2 separate regions of the Sus scrofa genome follow, and region 1 is linked to region 2. The links are chromatin contacts, called in public HiChIP or PLAC-seq maps. All regions are on one chromosome and are shown on one strand. The core of a region is the stretch at or near the end of the contact, and the rest is flanking DNA. Distances in the headings are between cores, read along the strand shown. Region 1 has its middle 9.2 kb from the start of ATXN10. Region 2 overlaps WNT7B (protein Wnt-7b).

Region 1 (2,700 bases), core at 157-2,656, 250 kb before region 2:
TTCCTCAGAGATTCTTGGTAAAACACACACACACACACACACACACACACACACACACACACACACACCGGGGTAAGCCATCTGACTTCTTAACACTCGGAGTTAAAAGTTGCAAACTCATCTTGCCCATGAGAATCAGAGTGGCTCTGCACTGTGTACGCAGGCAAAAATGGATTTGATCTCTGTATCTGATTGCTTAGCAGAAGTCATCCAGCCAATTTTTCCACCATGTCTCCATATCATGAAACTCCCTAAAAAATCTTTAAGGGGGTAACTTGAGCTTGTGAAAAGTGATCCGGAGTGTCAATAGGACAAAGCTTCCAGACGTAATTAGGGGGGCTTGGAGCGCCTTTCATATTTTCTTTGACAAGCATCCTTTGCCTTTGTTCTCTGCTCTGGAGGGCCTCGGCGGGGCTTTGCCGTTTTTTTGTTAAGAGGACTCATTAAAAAAAGACATATTTATGTCATAGTAATTGTTTGCAATTGAATGCACCTGATAGGAATGTTCATTTTACCCAATATTTTTGTGCATAAAGATTATACTACTTTTTCTAGGTAATCTTTCATTTCATTGCACACACGTTTGAGTTTGCAAATTCTTTGTTGCAACATTAAGGACATACTGACCATATGAGAAAGGGATTGCTTAGAGGGGTGATGTAATTTTTAGGCTCCACCAAGAGATGTCTGGTGTGTAGACACCGAGATACCAAGGCTGGTGGGAGCTCTCCTGGAGTTCTGTACCACCTCTCGGTGTAAACATTGAAGATGACAATGACAAATGAAGAGTCCCCTTGAAGGATGTTGGAACATCTCGGAACTCGGAAGCAGGGTTCCACAACCTCAGCTCTAAAGCATCTCTCAGACTGGAAAGTTCTTTGTGTGGGGTGGGGTGGGAGCACGCCCTGGATGCTGCTGGAGGTTACAGCATCCTGGCCTCTGACCACTAGGTGGCAGTAGCAGCCTCCCTCCTCCAGGTGTTTCAACCAAAAGGTCCCGGGACTCTGCCAGAAGTCGCTCGCGGGGCAAAGTCGTCCGTGGTTGAAAATCAATGCTCTCAAGAAAGAAGGAGGTTGGGCAGACTTAGCCTAAAACTACAGTGTTTACGGGGAACGTGAAAGCTGTTTGCAGGCATCGCAGAAAAAAACAGAAGTTACTCCGGATGGCTGCATAAGAACAAATGGGGTAAAATTGCAGAGGCCAATTTTGACTATGGAAGACGGAGAACTTTCTAGAACTGCTCAGTTCCCATCCCCATAGTGCTTATGTTTGGACAAGGCTAGAATCCTGACTCAAGATCCCGGCCCTTTCCTCCGACAGATCTCTTTCGGATTTAGCGCCAGCAGAGAGCCGGGCCGGTGCCTGGCATCCATGACCAAAGCTGGTCTTCTGCTAGGGGCAACAGAAAAAAGTCCTCAAGGTGGGCCTGGTGCCCTGAGGGGGTCTGCCCTGCCTCCAAGCTCACTCAGTTCCACAGCGGAGGCAGGGGCTGGGCGCGGTGGGGGCTGGGGGCAGGCGGAGGATGGGAGCCGCAGAATGAGGGGCAGAGCCTTCCCAGCAGAGTCTCGGGCCGGTCTCCCAGCTGGGGTCTGAGCCAGTCGTGGCATCCAGTGCCCTCACGCACTGCTCTTTCCAGGCGTTGTCACCGAGTGAGGTGAGCTCCGAGGGAGGCACCTGCGCCAGGTCCTCCTTCGCTTAGTACTCGGTGGAGCCCCCTGAGCCCCCTGGACCACCGCCTCCTCCACAGGGAGCACTTCCCGGGGTGTCCACTAGGTGTCACCCTATGGTCTCAAATGACAAGTCACGGGTGCCCCAGACAGAGCGCAGATATTTTTTCAGACTTTGTCATTTTTCTCCTCTCCGCCTCCAGCGCAAACATTCCAAGATTCTGCAGGGCAGACGTTTTTGCCTTTCTGCTCAACGGCCTGCGCTCTCTTCTCCCTGCCCCTGCCTGCTCGGCAAACGTGCTCCCGCTTTCGCAGACCCTCTTGCTGACCGTGGCCCGAGTGCTCACACGCGGTGTGGCTGCGGGGACAGCAGCGTGGAAGGACCCGATGGAAACGCCGCAGAGGGTGCCCGCGAGAGCAGGAGAGGCCAGCCTGGATTCTGGAGCCTTCCGGGCACCCCCCCCCTCAACACACGCAACTGCCCCAGAATGAGTGTGCCAGCCCCCAATTCCCACGCGTGATGCCGCCCTCCTGCGACCTCTCGCGGTCTGCCCCGCCAACGCCGGCCTGCTCGGTCGGCTTCACCTGCTAGACTCTGAGCCCAGAACCCCTCCCACCTTCTGTCCCTTAATGCGGGGTTTGTGGGGTTGATGCCATTGAAGCAAAAAAAAAAGAAAAACTTTATTTTTTGTCTTTTTTAGGGCGGCACCCACGGCACATGGGGGTTCCCGGGCTAGGGGTCCAATCGGAGCTGTAGCTGTCGGTCTACACCACAGCCACAGCAACGCGGGATCCGAGCTGCATCTGGACCTACACCACAGCTCATGGCAACGCCAGATCCTTAACCCACTGAGCAAGGCCAGGGATCGAACCCAAGTCCCCATGGATACTAGTCGGGTTGGATAACCACTGAGCCATGACAGGAACTCTGAAAAGAAACATTTTAAGCATAGAAAACCCAGACAAGGGAAAACATTAAAAACCAAAACAGTTTTTTTGTTTTTTTTTGTTTTTGTTTTTGTTTTTTGTTTTT
Region 2 (2,700 bases), core at 121-2,620:
CGGAGAACTGGTCAGGGGTCCCAGAAGGGGAGGTGACTGGAGCTCCGAGGGCAGGGGCACAGGGAACCATGGCACCTCAAAGGATGCCTTGACCTGCCTCTCTGGGAGTAGGGTGGGTTGGGGGGTGGAGTCAGGGAAGGCTTCCTATAGGGGGTGACATCTTAAATGGTCTTAGTGAGAAATATGAGTTAATCCCTGCGGGGCCCGTGAGTGTGTGTGTGTCTGAGTATGTGAGTGTGTGTGCACAATGTATGTTGTGTGGGGGTGTGTGGCAGGTGTGCACTCCTGGTGCACAAAAGGGCAGGGACAGAAGTGTGAAACAGCTTGGTGCTGCTGGTGCTGGAAGCACGAGATCTAGAGTAATAAGTGGTGGCCAAGGACCAAGGGAGCCAGAGATGTCCCTTGAGCAGATGGCACTTTCTGCACAGGTGCGGGGGTGGGGCGAGAGGCTGTGGGACTTGGATCTGAGAGCTCGCTCTGGCAACACGAGGGATGGGGACCCTGTGCTTACGTCATCATCACCGCAACACTCAGCTGCTCTGGTCGCACCAGCGCCCCTCTATCCCCTAGCACGTGCTCTCATCCAAACTTGACAATCGTGCCAGAGGTTTCCTTCTTATTTCCATCTCACAGGTGAGGACACCGAGGCACACAGAAGATATGAAACTAGGTGTTAGTGGCTGAAGCAGGATTTGAACCCAGGCAATGGAATCAAAGCCCAGCGAGGCAGAGGGAGGGACTCAGGGCCTGGGGCGCGGGTCAGCGGAGGCCACCCTGCCCCCAGCTTGGCCCCTTTGCAGCTAAGTAACCTTGGGCAGGAGGCCAGGAGAAGAAGCATCCCTCCTTGCGGAGGGGATGCAGGGTTGGGACCACCTGTGGGCTGAGACGTGGGGGGGGGCGGTGCTTGCCCTCTGTGAACGCTGATTGGACGCTGAGGGCGGAGGGGGGGGAGCTAGCCTCGGAGTGGGCGTGTCACAAGCTAGGCGCCCCGCAGAGGCTTAGAAACCCCGGGGTTGTGTAATCACACCTAGAGGCCAGGCTGTCAGAGTTAAAAGTCCTACCACCAAGCCCTGCCTGAGCTAGGATGAGGTGGGCGTGCCCTCGGAGGCCCTGGACCCACCGCAGCCCTCGACTTCCTTCTTCCCCAAATGCCCTTCCCCAACAGCGGCCAGGCCAGATCGGGACCTCCCACGTCCTCCACCCAAAAGCCCCCAGGCTGGCAAGTAGCGCCGAGGCCAGGCCTGTGTGTTTGGAGGGCATTCCCCCAAACCCTCCCTTCCCTCCGTGCTTTCTGCTCCCGCCTGCCTTCTGCCCGGGCCCAGCTCAGACCCAGTTACTCATCAGTTACTCACCAGGCTGCCACTCCCGCTAATTCCTTTTTTATTTGGTTTTAATGAGCCAAACCCTCTCATCTCACCATGGAGACAAGGGGGAGGTGAGCAGTGAGAGAGTCGTAGTGCAGTTTGGGAGAATTAAGGGGGTTGGCCAGGAGTCCTGGATGGAGGGGTCCCCCCGCGCCGGCACCCAGCCCGGAGGCCCCATTTCATGGCGCCGGATTGGAGGGCTTCCCAATGTGCCCCCCAGGGTCACGGTGCACTGGGGAATGAGGGAGGGAGGAGCCAGTTCCCTCCCCAAATCACCACTGGGGCCTTCCTGCAGTCCCAGTGAGCCACCTGCTTGTCCTCTAGGGTGAGACCGAGCAAGTGCTTAGATTTAGAAAGAAGCCCCTTGAAACTGCGAGCCTTGCCCAGCAAACACTGATGGCTCCCCCGGGCCTCTGAGATGCCCTCAAGCCCACTCATCTCGCCCACCCCTCCCTGAAGCCCTGCTTGGCCAGGTCCAGCAGTCTGTCTGCCTGTGGGCAGGTGCAGCTGCCTCCTGCGCAGACGTTTCCGGAATAGAGAGCAGCCTGATTCCCCGCTGCCTGCCCTGGGGGGCGCAGGCCCCCTTTCTGCTGGCATTCCCAAGTGTCTGCCACTCGCCCAGGCCTGGGAGGCCCCCTACCCCCAGATGCCCCACCCAGTGAAGCCCTCTCTTCTGGGCTTCTGCCAGGTGCCCCAGGGGCTGTGGAGGGGGGAGGGTAGGATCCCTGTCTGATTCTTTGGTGTACCCCCACCTGCAGCATTATTCCCTGAGCCTGCAGGTTGAGCGGGGCTGGGGCTGGACCCACGACACCCATCACCTTCTTTTTTCTCCTTGACCACCCCATGGGATAGATCCTCTTGATGAGACCCATCTCACAGATGAAAACACTGAGCCTCAGAGACAGGAAGTGCTTTGCTCCACGGAGTAGCAGTAATGGCATCTGAGCAGAGCGGCAGCTGCAGATGCGTCTGGGAAAGGGGTGGGAGTTGGGTAAAGGCAGCATGGACAATCTATTTGGGGCCAGCAGCTGTCCTGGGGTACACTTTGGTCTTGGGAAGCCAAGGGGTCCCTCTTGGGATCCAGAGCCCATGCCAGCATGGATCTGCACCCTCGGACACCCCAGAGCCCCCAGCAGTGTCCTGCAGTCTGTGTCTGATGGCTGGCAGGTCAAGGTGGGCTCCATTAGCCACGCAGGGCCTCTGGCCCGAGGTCTTGGGAAGGCAGAGAAGGAGGTACTGGGAGAGTTGGGGCGGGGCAGGCAGGAAAGCCCTGGACTCAGTCTTGCACCAGGCAAGTCACTAACCCTCTCTGAGCCCATGTCCCCATTTGCCCTAG

What was found. HiChIP or PLAC-seq counts read pairs in DNA pulled down with a chosen protein or histone mark.
Region 1: an H3K27ac HiChIP or PLAC-seq map of alveolar macrophages shows a contact between it and region 2. The contact joins two enhancer-like sites. A contact is called at or near these places in 1 of 47 Hi-C or Micro-C datasets (subcutaneous adipose tissue) and 1 of 2 datasets of contacts at active chromatin or transcription factors (alveolar macrophages).

Annotation. Positions count from the first base shown.
Region 1 is chr5:3,806,102-3,808,801 of Sscrofa11.1, reverse strand. No RefSeq gene overlaps it. Among named protein-coding and RNA genes, the nearest start is that of ATXN10, 9.2 kb to the right of the region's middle. Within about 2 kb of position 1,406, at least 10 of the 83 cell types and tissues checked have an H3K27ac peak or open chromatin away from gene starts, as enhancers often do. A contact at or near this core is called in alveolar macrophages, where this site is marked.
Region 2 is chr5:3,559,746-3,562,445 of Sscrofa11.1, reverse strand. The region is part of intron 2 of WNT7B (protein Wnt-7b); the gene reads right to left. Among named protein-coding and RNA genes, the nearest start is that of WNT7B, 40 kb to the right of the region's middle. Within about 2 kb of position 1,370, at least 16 of the 83 cell types and tissues checked have an H3K27ac peak or open chromatin away from gene starts, as enhancers often do. A contact at or near this core is called in alveolar macrophages, where this site is marked.